2 separate regions of the Xenopus tropicalis genome follow, and region 2 is linked to region 1. A link is a contact called in public Hi-C data. All regions are on one chromosome and are shown on one strand. The core of a region is the stretch at or near the end of the contact, and the rest is flanking DNA. Distances in the headings are between cores, read along the strand shown. Region 1 overlaps maml1 (mastermind-like protein 1). Region 2 holds the start of gtf3c3 (general transcription factor 3C polypeptide 3).

What was found. A called contact is a pair of places that touch in the nucleus more often than the background predicts.
Region 2: a contact with region 1 is called in a Hi-C map of liver, with 3 times the contacts expected there. The contact joins the promoter of gtf3c3 here to the enhancer-like site in region 1. A contact is called at or near these places in 5 of 5 Hi-C or Micro-C datasets (brain, gastrula embryo, liver and 2 more).

Annotation. Positions count from the first base shown.
Region 1 is chr3:12,058,365-12,064,373 of UCB_Xtro_10.0, reverse strand. It overlaps maml1 (mastermind-like protein 1), which reads left to right. Exons shown (of 5, transcript XM_004912749.4): 2 at 5,395-6,009. Among named protein-coding and RNA genes, the nearest start is that of ltc4s.1, 33 kb to the right of the region's middle. Within about 2 kb of position 3,878, at least 4 of the 11 cell types and tissues checked have an H3K27ac peak or open chromatin away from gene starts, as enhancers often do. A contact at or near this core is called in gastrula embryo and neurula embryo, where this site is marked.
Region 2 is chr3:12,121,319-12,127,327 of UCB_Xtro_10.0, reverse strand. gtf3c3 (general transcription factor 3C polypeptide 3) reads right to left here and starts at 2,276. Exons shown (of 1, transcript XM_002941793.5): 1 at 1-2,276. The coding sequence starts at 2,166.

The DNA.
Region 1 (6,009 bases), core at 2,629-5,128:
GGACCACAGGGCAGATGGGAATGAGTCTGCACTGGCTGTAGTGATCATGTTGGGAATCTCCATTAAAAAGCTGTACCGATTGCGTATATCTTAGTATAGCAATTTATTGTAAATATTTTCAGTCCTAGCAGTATAAACTATTTTACTTTTGTGCTGAATTATTTACAAGCATAGCAACCAGTGTATAATTAAATTCTACTACGTCCCCTGTCCTTTTATATAATGTCCTTATATACGATATATATTAATGTTTTACTACGCTAATTCAGTTTCTCAGCTCCAGTTATCTAAGCCTACCTAAGGCTACTGCCACAGGGGGCAGTTTTGTCGCCATCAGATGAGGTCCCCATTGGTGTATTAAGGTCCCCATACATGGGTCGATTGTAGCTGCCAATATCGGCAGCTTATCGGCCCGTGTAGGGGCAGAAACGAGGGGCCTGCCCGACATATATCTGGCCTAATATTGGCCAGATATCGATCGGCCAGGTTATAAAATTCAGTTGGATTGGGGACTGCATCGGCTCGTTGATGCGGTCCCCGAATCGACTGCCCCATTGCTGCCAATATAATTTGATAGTTTTTTTTACCTACACGCTCCCCGATATCGCCCACCCGTAGGTGGGGATATCGGGTGAAGATCCGCTCTATTGGCGATCTCGCCAAGCAAGCGAATCTCAACGTGTATGGGGACCTTTAGTAATGTTCTGATGAGCCTGCATAGGTTCCTGTCTGTTTGAGTCATTGGCCTGGACCAACCAATCATTTTAGCAGCACTTGTTCCACCACTTGGCTGCCCGGATGGAGGAAGGATCTGCTTGGCCAGCAGACTTGCCGAGACTTCATGTGTGGTGATTTAAGATTACATTGTTTTGGTGATCACTTTGGTTCCATGATAACATCCCTCATTATAATGTTTTTGGGATTGTTTTGCTTTATTATTATTAACATTTATTTATAAAGCGCCAACAGTGCTGTACAATAAGTGGGTTTCATACATTAGACATACAGAGTAACATATAAAGCAATCAGTAACCGATACAAGAGGTTCAGAGAGCCCTGCCCAAAAGAGCTTACAATCTACAAGCTTTGTTTCTGCATTCCTGCAGCGGCCTATTATATACAGTTGTTTTGCTACATGTCTAATTATTACAAGTCTATTTAGTTTTCTTTCTGTGTCTTTTGAAAACCTTATTGCTTTTTTTAGCCCCTTTTTTATGTGTGTTCAGCTCTTGCAAAAATAAACCAACTCAAGTTTAGGGATATGAGTATAACATAGGGGATTGTTAGATAGACACTGCTGTATCAGTTGTTGACAAAATGCCTTATTTAATATAACTCTGCGATGATTACAGTGTTTATGGGCAGATAATGTTTCCTGTAATATTTCTTATGGTAGTCGAGATTAACATTAAAATGTAAAGCAAAAAACAGTGCCAATATTTACTGCATCAAAAGTATAAATATTTTAAACAGTAATACATAAGGCATAGATTTCTGGGTTCATTTTGCTTGGTGTGCTGCCTCTTTTATTAGGCAAAGTCTGGCCCCCCTGTGCTCAGGCTCTAGTCGTAGGCTTCCCTGACACAGCAGGGAGTGGATACTGGTATTGCTGGCAGACTGGTTTGTCTAGGTTAAACAGAATTCCTTCTATTCAGAAATCATTATGCTCCTCTTCTGACTAATGCTGACTGCTAACAAATTTTTTTGCAAGCAGTCATAAAATAGGGCTAGATTTGTATGTTTAGGCTCATAACACATTGGAGCCAGACCCATCCAAGCAGTCTGGCATTAGCTCCGATGGTCACTAGTGTATATATGTAACTCCAGGTACTGCCTGGGTGCATGGATAACATAGTTACTGCGCACAAACAAACTGCACTCACAGGAGTTGTATGAAGCAAAAAAATGGTGTTTAATTCAACGTTTCGGCTTAGATTCAAGCCGTCCTCAGGACACACACACACAATCAGTCCCTGTGGGGACCTTTATCAAGGACCTAGCACCCATTTATTGGACTGGTGTAGAGTGCGGACACAATTTCACTTTTTCAACATTAAAATGTTGTCAATTGTTGTAGAACCTACAAATAAGCCATTTCCTGGCAACATATGTCGTATGCAAGAAGGATATTTATTATATAGCGCTGTTAAGAGCCATGAATAATATTTGTCCCCTGTTTATCATCCTGTGTTAATTTGACCACCTGAAATTTGTCCAATATGGATACCTCTATGTTGGGCTATATTGGGCTGATCGCATGGCCAATGATTGGATTGGAATGCCGCTGCAGAGCGTTGGGGCAGGGCCACATCAATGCACTAAGGATTGAAATTTAGGGCCTCTGTCACATGAGTCGTATATTTTTTTAAATAGACAACCTAATAACCTCAGCCTAATATCTATAGAGCTCATATTATGGGAAGGTTGTCTCCAATAGTCCGTATTACTATTACCAAATATTTATAAAACACCAACATATCCCTCAGTGCTGTGCAATAAATGGGTATATATTCATACAAAGCAACTATTAACCGATACAAGAGATGAAGAGGGCCCAGCCCCAAAGAGCTTACAGTCTAGTTCTGAGGTATATGAGCCTGCAGGCAGAAATAGCAGACAGACAGGTAGATACCCCCCCCCCCCAAGAGCTCTTGCTTGAAATAAGGAGACCTCTGTATAAACTGGTCAGGGTAGAGGTGCTTATTGGGAACCACATACGTTGATTTTTTCCCTTTGCCCCGGGAGAAAGTATAGAGAGAAAATAATAATGGGCTCAGGACCGAGCCTTGAGAAACCCTAACACATTGGTAAGGTAGAAGGTGATACGGAGAAGGTTGGAAGAGACACTGAAAGAGCGATATGAGAGAGATGAAACCAGGACAAATAATAAATATTAAATATAATATCAAGCAGTTACAATTTTCAAAAATGATCTTTCTCTATAGTAAAACAGTAGCTTGTATTTGATAGTGACGTAGCTTATTAAATCCATATTGGCGAGAAAACAATCCTTGTTATTTTGTTTAAATGTTTTTAGTAGACCTATTGTATGGGGATCCAAATTATAGAAGAAGTCATTATCTGGAAAACCCACAGGCCCCAAGCCATCTAAATAATAAGATTATATACCTGTATTTAATGTACAGTTGCCTCTCTTTCACCTGCCTTTGATTTCCCCAATCTGGATTTGTGATTTGCTTTTCTAATAAAAGCAGATGCCACACTGGGCTGATTCTTGTCCTGTAGATGGAGATGTAAAATGTGTTGGGGAGCCACACAGGCATGAAAAATGATCTTTGGGGGATGCCAAATAAGGGCTGTGATTGGCTATTTGGTGGCCCCACGTCGACTGCTGGCCTGCAGGAGCCTCTGCTTGGAGTAAAACTGTCTCTGGGCTTCCAAAACTTGTCTCCAAGCCAGAAATTTGAAAATGGAGCCTACTTTGAGCAACATCAAAAGGGGCAGAGAGCAACATGTACCCCCGAGCCACTGGTTGGGGATCAGTGCATTACAAGAAGCAGCCCCTGTGCTGGCAATCAGCCTTTCCCTGTACCACATGTGGAGCCATTGTGTTAACCCCAGGCACAGGAAAGCGGATTTTGGTGCTGAAATGCACGGTGCCAAAATCCGCTCTGTGTGCCTGCACCCTGGCTGATGCGGTGGCTCCGGTTTCCGGCACAGGGGAAGGCGATAAAAAGCAGGGCGAAAATCAGCCCCTATGTTATAATCTGCAGGCCAAGGATCATCCCCCTGTGCCATTAGCCTAAATTGAAAGATTCTAGCAGCAGTGTGAGTGCTGGGCAGGAATGTTTATGGTGCTGCTCTGTTTGTACTGTAATCGGAGAACGTTGTTGGCCTGTTACAAGGTAGCCAGATTGTGTTGTGCAGCACAACTAGTTCCCACAAGCCTGAGGGTGGCTGCTCACTAGGCACTTACTCCCACCCCATTCTGTACAAAGGAGCTGGGAGCCTAGGGCCACACTGCATAGAAAGGGAAGCATGAATGTGTAAATGAGAGCAGGGAAAAGTATGTGTGTAGCATCAAATGCATTTGTGGTTTCGGCTTTTATGGGATAAATATGGCATCTCATTCAACTCCTATGTGCATTTCAGTTCTCTGAATGGGTTTTACTGGTGTTTTTACATCACTGCGTGAGTTTCTGATGATTACTTAGTCCGTAGGGGAAGCAGCCCAGGACCCTCACAAATGTAAGAAAACATTTTAAGCAGCTTTCCAATATGAATTATCACTGTAATTTGTTCCTTCAAAAAGTATGAATAAATACCTATATGCTGAAATCCAGCTGCAAAACAGTCATTCTCTTTCTATATTATTTAAAATTCTGGCAGGGAAGGAGGGACTAAAACATTGATGTTACAAATTGTAACATCTTCACATCTGCAGCTTACAGACAGCATGCAGCGGGTACCTAAGCCACAATGCTAGGCTGCCTTTTTAATGGCAGTTTGCCAGCCTTAACCTGGAGACATTTCTCTTTTGGGAAAATGTATTCTTGTACGTTTCTTGGCAAATATCCACTAGAGAAATCTTGCCTGGTCGCAGGAAAGATTGTAATTGTAACGTGTAGGCCACCTTAACTCATCTCTTGGTAAACTGCAAATGATCATTCTTGGAGAAAATATTCCAGATTCAAGTAAATATGTCCCTGTTGGTGGTGCTACTATTTTTGTTAAATGTGTGCTTTTGATCTGTTAGCACTTGCTGCCCTCTAGTGTCTTCATATGGAAATGATCACTTGGGGGGTTTTAGGTTGAAACACCTGTGTTTCTTTATTATGCTACTACAGGTATGGCACCTGTTATCCAGAATACTTGGGACCTGGGGTTTTCCAGATAAGGGATCTTTGTTATTTGGATCTCCTACCTTTAGTCTAGTGAAAAAAATGCCACATGTACAGTGTTTTACATGAATGCATAGGGCCAGGTTGCGGGGTCACTTTAGCACACGCCTATGTTAAAGCGCCCCATCTATTACAGCCCGACAAAAAAGCATTTATTAGAAATAATACTGCCACATTCTTACTAATTATTAAACCGTATCAGTATAACTTTTAATGAATGCTGTACATAAATGTTAATCTAATTATGTTACATTAATAAATTGGGGATGCACCAAATCCATAATTTTAGGACTCATCTGGATACTGAACCCACCACAAAGAATTGGGCCAAAGTAGAATAAATAGACACCTTTATTTGTCTAGTGGGTCACATAACGTTGGGTTCAGGTTTGGTTTTGTCAGGCATTTTATAAATTCTAAAACAAACCTGGGATTTGGTGCATGTAAAGTAAAACATAAGTACTGGAGTAGTAGTTGGGAAGTAGAAAAGTCAATTTTTGGTAATTAAAATCTATTTTTTTTCTTTCAGCAGCTCCATGAAACTGTTAAACGAAAGCTGGATAATGCAGCTTCCCCACAAAATGGCGATCAGCAGAATGGCTACGGAGACATGTTTTCTGTGCCTAAGAAACTGAGGCACGATGATGGACTTGGCGGTGTTATTGGTTCTTCAAATGGGATGCCTCCGGTGTCTCCCCTAAATCAGCTGGATAACAAACCTCCCAGTGGAGACTCCATGCAGTTAAATGGGAACCACTCAATCGGACTTGACAGCCACAGTAAAAAGTGTCTTCCCGATGGCAGCCTGCAACTGAACGGTAATGGAGACGCCGACGACTTTTCTCTTTGTGTGAAGCAAGAACCCGTGGACGATCTACCTTGTATGCTGTCTGGGGTGGGTGGTTCCATATCTCAGAACAACCTTATGCCAGACCTTAACTTGAACGAGCAGGAGTGGAAGGAGCTCATAGAAGAACTTAACAAATCTGTACCGGATGAAGATATGAAGGACCTTTTCAATGATGATTTTGAAGACAAAAAAGACGTTGATGCTTCAAACTCTGCAACGCAAACTCCTCTGGCTCAAGACATACATGTAAAGACGGAGTTTTCTCCTGCGGCATTTGATCAGGAGTCCCATGGATCT
Region 2 (6,009 bases), core at 1,027-3,526, 65 kb before region 1:
TTTCAACATCAGCCTTAAACAAAAACGGTGATGCCTCACATCCTGGGAGTGCATAGTTATCTGATTGAAGATGTTCCATAGCTGTGGCTTATTCACATTTTCCATTAACATTATTCGAATATAGTTATACGCTTTTCTAAAGTTCTTGTCGAGAATGGCAGCAGAAAGGCCAAAATATTCTAACTCCTTCCTCTTCATGCGGTCATCGTAAAACGAATAATACTCCAATGACGAATCGACGAGCAATTCCGCTTCTTTAAACCGAGAAAGGTCGCCCAAGGCTAAAACTGTCTTTACAAGAAGGCTCCACCAGTCATCCTTGGTTAAAACGCTTGTAAGTACGGTAAAAATGGATTTTCCATCGGAGTTTGCTACATCCTGGTCATCGTTATTAGACATTTTATCTCTGGATACTTTGAGAAGGTATAAATGTCGCTCTCCGGATTTGGAACTCGAGATCAAACAAACCTGTGCCCGATTCATGGCAATTTTTAAGAGCATGGCGAGCATAGTGAGCAGTGTATCTACATAATCATATAATTTACCCTGAGAAAAAAGAAGGGTGGAGCGATGAAGTAGAAGCTTAAGTTCCTGCTGTGCAGCATTGGAATCCTGGGCTAATGTATCTGGATCATACATTGGCTCTAGAGCTTCTAATGCTTTCTCTGGATGTCCAAGTTGCTGCTGGAGAGTAGAAAGTGATATTCTAGCATCTAAATGAAGAGGTGCCATGTCCACAACTTTGCTATAACTCTCAGCAGCTTTCTCCATGTGCCCCAATGCTTTCAGACAGTCTGCATGTCTAAGCCAAACAACAGCAAGGTTGTATTTTAGCGAGCACACAAGAGCGCTAAGAAGCGGTAATGCGGAATTGTATTCACCAACATCAAGAAAAGCTTCGGCAACGTCCAGATACAAATCACCCACTTCCTCAGGATTTTGCTCCATAAGAAAGGTCAACAATGGATAAACTGGTTCAAGTATGTTGAGGTGAATTAAGCACAACATCATTTTGACTGTGATATCAATAGGAACCCCATCGGGAATATGGCATACCACAGATTCAGCGCTATTCAGTACGTCCGTTTCACTCTTACTTAACGTAATGCCTGAAAACTGTGTTATCACATCAAGTGCTTTATCGTACTGTTTATTAGAGAGGTACAACTCGGCCGCGATATTGACATCTTCTATTGCGACGAGGTTCTGGTGTTTAGAAAGGGCTTCCTCGATGGTGCCAATGGCAGATGCAATATCGTTTGTTTCATAATAGGTTTTGGCCATATCTCTCGCCAGCTGCATAAAACGCTCCCCGTCAGTAGGCGATAAGAGATTCAGGATGCGTCGATATCCATCCATGGCCAACTTGTGCTCTCCGATTTGTTCGTACAAACTTGACCTCTCCCACAGAAAGCGTACGTTGGTTGGGTTGTATCGAAGCGCTTTGCCGTAGCAGAAGATGGCTTGCTTGATGTTGTCTTGTTCCAAGGACATCTCTGCCAGCCTAACCCATTCTTCCGTGTTGCTGGGATTCAGATGGGCAGCGATCAGTTCAAACTGCAGAGATTTCTCCATGTCCCCCTGATCTTCGTATATCATGGCCAGGGTTGAAAAGGGTTCATAGGCGAGGGGAGCTTGGCGGATGATCTCCATGCACATCAAAATGGCTTCCTCGCTTTCCCCCCGCGCAAATCGAATGTTGGCTTCACCCATGAGGCCTCTCAGCACCTTAGGGAGTTTACTACGCGGCCTTTTCTCCCTCATCATCTTTTTGTTTTCTCTGTTAAGCTCCATTTCCAAGGCAAACACATCTCCAGCAGAGGGAGGCTGGACTTGATGTTCTCCATGTTCTTCCTCCTCCTCCTCCTCCTCCTCTTCTTCTTCTTCTTCATCATCATCATCCCCTGTTCTGTCCCCTTCTCCAATCATAGAGGCAAATGCCCGGTGGACTGACTTACTAACACCGTCTGAGGTTTCCTCCTCCTCCTCCTCATTGGAGGCAACAGCTTCTGGGAGGGTTCCCCCCGACGTGGTCGGTACATTTGGATCGTCTGTATCACCGGGCAATGGTTCCGAGGCGAGTCTCTCCTCTCGTCTCCTCTCAAACTCCTCGAAAGATATTTTACCTTCCAAGTAATCGATGAGCTCAGGGCTGAAGCCAGACATTTTACCCGCTAAACCAAACTGCTAAATATTTCATTACTTTCTGATATTGTGTTCCTACACAAACGCGGTGAACTAAACCGGAACTAATTTCCGCCAATAGCGCGTTCGAATTCATGACTGGCAGACTCATTAACCAATGAGAAAGGGTTCTCTGATGTCGAGCGGTAGCCAATGAAGGGAGGCGTTACGTGTCTCCGCCAATAGCGCGTTTGAATTCATGACTGGCAGACTCATTAACCAATGAGAAAGGGTTCTCGGATATGGAGCGGTAGTCTATGAAGGGAGGGTCTACTAATTTGACAGCGTATCCGCCAATAGCGCGTTTGAATTCATGACTGGCAAACGCTTTAACCAATGAGAAAAGGTACTCGGATATCGCCCGGTAGCCAATGAAAGCAGGCGCTACGCGTCTACTAATTTGACAGTGTCTCTTTCCGCCAATAGCGCGTTTGAATTCATGACTGGCAGACTCTTTAACCAATGAGCAAGGGTTCTCGGATATGGAGCGGTAGCCAATGAAGGGAGGCGCTACGTGTCTACTAATTTGACAGTGTATCCGCCAATAGCGCGTTTGAATTCATGACTGGCAGACTCTTTAACCAATGAGAAAGGGTTCTCTGATATCGAGCGGTAGCCACTGAAGTGTCTACTAATTTGACTGTCTCCGCCAATAGCGCGTTTGAATTCATGACTGGCAGACTCTTTAACCAAACTGAAAGGGTTCTCGGATATCGAGTGGTAGCCAATGAAGGGAGGCGCTACGTGTCTGCTAATGTGACAGTGTCTCCGCCAATAGCGCGTTTAAATTCATGACTGGCAGACTCTTTAACCAATGAGCAAGGGTTCTCGGATATGGAGCGGTAGTCTATGAAGGGAGGGTTACGTGTCTGCTAATTTTACAGTGTCTTCGCCAATAGCGTTTGAATTAATGACTGGTAGACTCTTTAACCAAACAGAAAGGGTTCTCTGATATCGAGTGGTAGTCAATGAGGGGAGGCGTTACGTGTCTGCTAATTTGACAGTGTCTCCGCCAATAGCGCGTTTGAATTCATGACTGGCAGACTCTTTAACCAATGAGCAAGAGTTCTCGGATATCGCTCGGTAGCCAATGAAGGGAGGCGCTACGTGTCTACTAATTTGACAGTGTCTCCGCCAATAGAGCGTTTGAATTCATAACTGGCAGACTCTTCAACCAATGAGCAAGGGTTCTCGGATATGGAGCGGTAGCCAATGAAGGGAGGCGCTACTTGTTACGCAGTACAGAAAGTGGACAGCGATTGGAGGAGCCGAAATTAACTTTAAACGCAAAGTATGAGTGTGGGTTAAGGTAGTTCTGAGGTAGTAGTCAGTGTATTTGTGTTCCCAGAGCTGCTGGTTAGCAGGTACTGGGCAGTCTGGGTAATAGTTCTACCTAGAACCTGTAACCTGTCATTGGAAATGTATTCATGAGTGTGCCCTGACGTGTGTTGTGGTACATTCCTCTGCTCATCACTCTATGCAGGCATTAGGCCAATTACCCCAAAGGGCCCCCCAACTTTACCTGTAATTAGCTGCGCCTTAATGCTAAGCCCCACCATTAAAATCACACCTGAATAAGCTTCATGTAGGGCTATAGCCGCAGCGTTAAAGTGATACTGACCGCAAAATAATACTTTTGATTATATGATTCTACCTCATTTTCTCCTGAAAGCGCTTGTTTTCTAAATAGACGCTTCTTAAGATCCTGGACACAACTGTGAGACAAACCCGACTGCTCCTGAGCGCTGATATGTGCGCGATGACACAAAGTGGCACGTGTCATAGGCTAATACTACAAGTGGCGCTTTTATGCTGTGTTTTTAAAGGAGAAGGAAAGGCTAATAAAGAGTTAATCCCAAGCTGCAGGCATACCTTCAGTTCTCTCAATAGTGCCCTTAAGTCTCCCCATATTTCTCCCGCTCAGATGATCAGAAGCCTCATAGGGAAAAAAAAACACTGAGCTCTGTAAAGAAAGTTCCCATAATGCCTCGCTCCTGCACCGAGACCAAGACCCCTCAGTTAGTAAGACTATGAGGAAGCTTCCTGCTGATTGGCTCAGATCATACATTCCTAAGGGGGGGTTCTTAGCATTCTTGAGGGAGGGGGGAGCAGGAGAGGGGAGGGAGCTGCGCGTCTCTGGCACAGGAAAACAAACAGACAAATCCTGTATCTTTTGACAGAGGACTCAGTGCAGCATTTCTGTGAGTGCTTATGGCTGTATTTACATAGACCTTTCTGATAAAGCTTACTTAGGGGCACATTTACTATTCCACGAACGTCCGAAAAGCGTCCAAATGTGTTTTTTTTGTAATGATCGGTATTTTGCGACTTTTTCGCGAATTGTCGCGGATTTTTCAAGCGCTCAATACAAAAAAGTCGCAACAATTCGCGAAAGTCGTAATGGCTATGCAAAAGTCGCGACAATTCACGAAAGTCATAATGGCTATGAAAAAGTCACGATAATTCACGAAAGTCATAATGGCTATGAAAAAGTCGCGACAATTCACGAAAGTCATAATGGCTATGCAAAAGTCGCGACAATTCACGAAAGTCATAATGGCTATGAAAAAGTCACGACAATTCATGAAAGTCATAATGGCTATGAAAAAGTCACGATAATTCACGAAAGTCATAATGGCTATGAAAAAGTCACGACAATTCATGAAAGTCATAATGGCTATGAAAAAGTCACGATAATTCACGAAAGTCATAATGGCTATGAAAAAGTCGCGACAATTCACGAAAGTCATAATGGCTATGCAAAAGTCGCGACAATTCACGAAAGTCATAATGGCTATGAAAAAGTCACGACAATTCACGCAAGTCATAACGGCTACGAAAAAGTCACGACGGTGACGAAAAAAATCGCAAAAATACGAAAAAGTCGCAAAATGTTCGTTTCCAATCCGATTTTTTCCCATTCCGGATTCGGATTTGTGGATTAGTAAATCAGCCCCTTAGTTTTGACCTTATCTTCTCCTTTAATATGATTATGGGCAGGCATTTTCTTTTAACTTCAAACATGCGCAAATCTGTACTGTTTCCAGCGCTGTCTCTGTATTGTGTGGTGCGTTCTTTTAGGGCAGGGGGTCCTCAAACTTTTTAGACAGGGGTCCCTCAGACTGTTGGGGGGGCCGGTCTATAGTTTGGAAAAAAAAAACCATCAACGAATTCCCATGCACACTGCACACATACCAGTAATCTGTGGATTCTAGTTTATACTGTGTATATATATATATAGTACCATTGTATCATGCTTAGATTCTCAGTTGAATTGCGATATTACCCCTCGTCTTTTTTCTATTGTTAATCAATTTTTTCCCCATGTGCAATCTTTTGCAGCATAAAGAAGCAAATAAAAAAAAAAAAAGAATACAGAGAATGCATGAAAAGGAGAAAAAAAATCTGTTATTTTCGGGAAAAAAGCACAGTAAACCTTAATAAAAAACTGTGTATACTGGAGTACCATATTAAATATAAACATAGCTTAGCCTTCCCCTGCTTAGTTACATAGGGTTGAAAAAAGACCAGAGTCCATCAAGTTCAACCCTTCCAAGTAAACCCAGCACCCACACCCTATACTTACCAATCTATACACTCACATACATAAACTATATATACAAACACTAATACTAACTGTAGTTAGTTAAACTATTGTACACTACCATTAATAAAAGGACGCAGGATTCGGTGAATGTCCGTGTTCTGCTGTGCCCCAGTGTGTCTGCGCGTAACTACTACTCTTGTGTTGGCGTTTTGCTCTGCCCAGCAGTTGCCGTGTCGCCACTTAACGCCGCAGAGCAGAACGCCAGACACAGTAGAAGA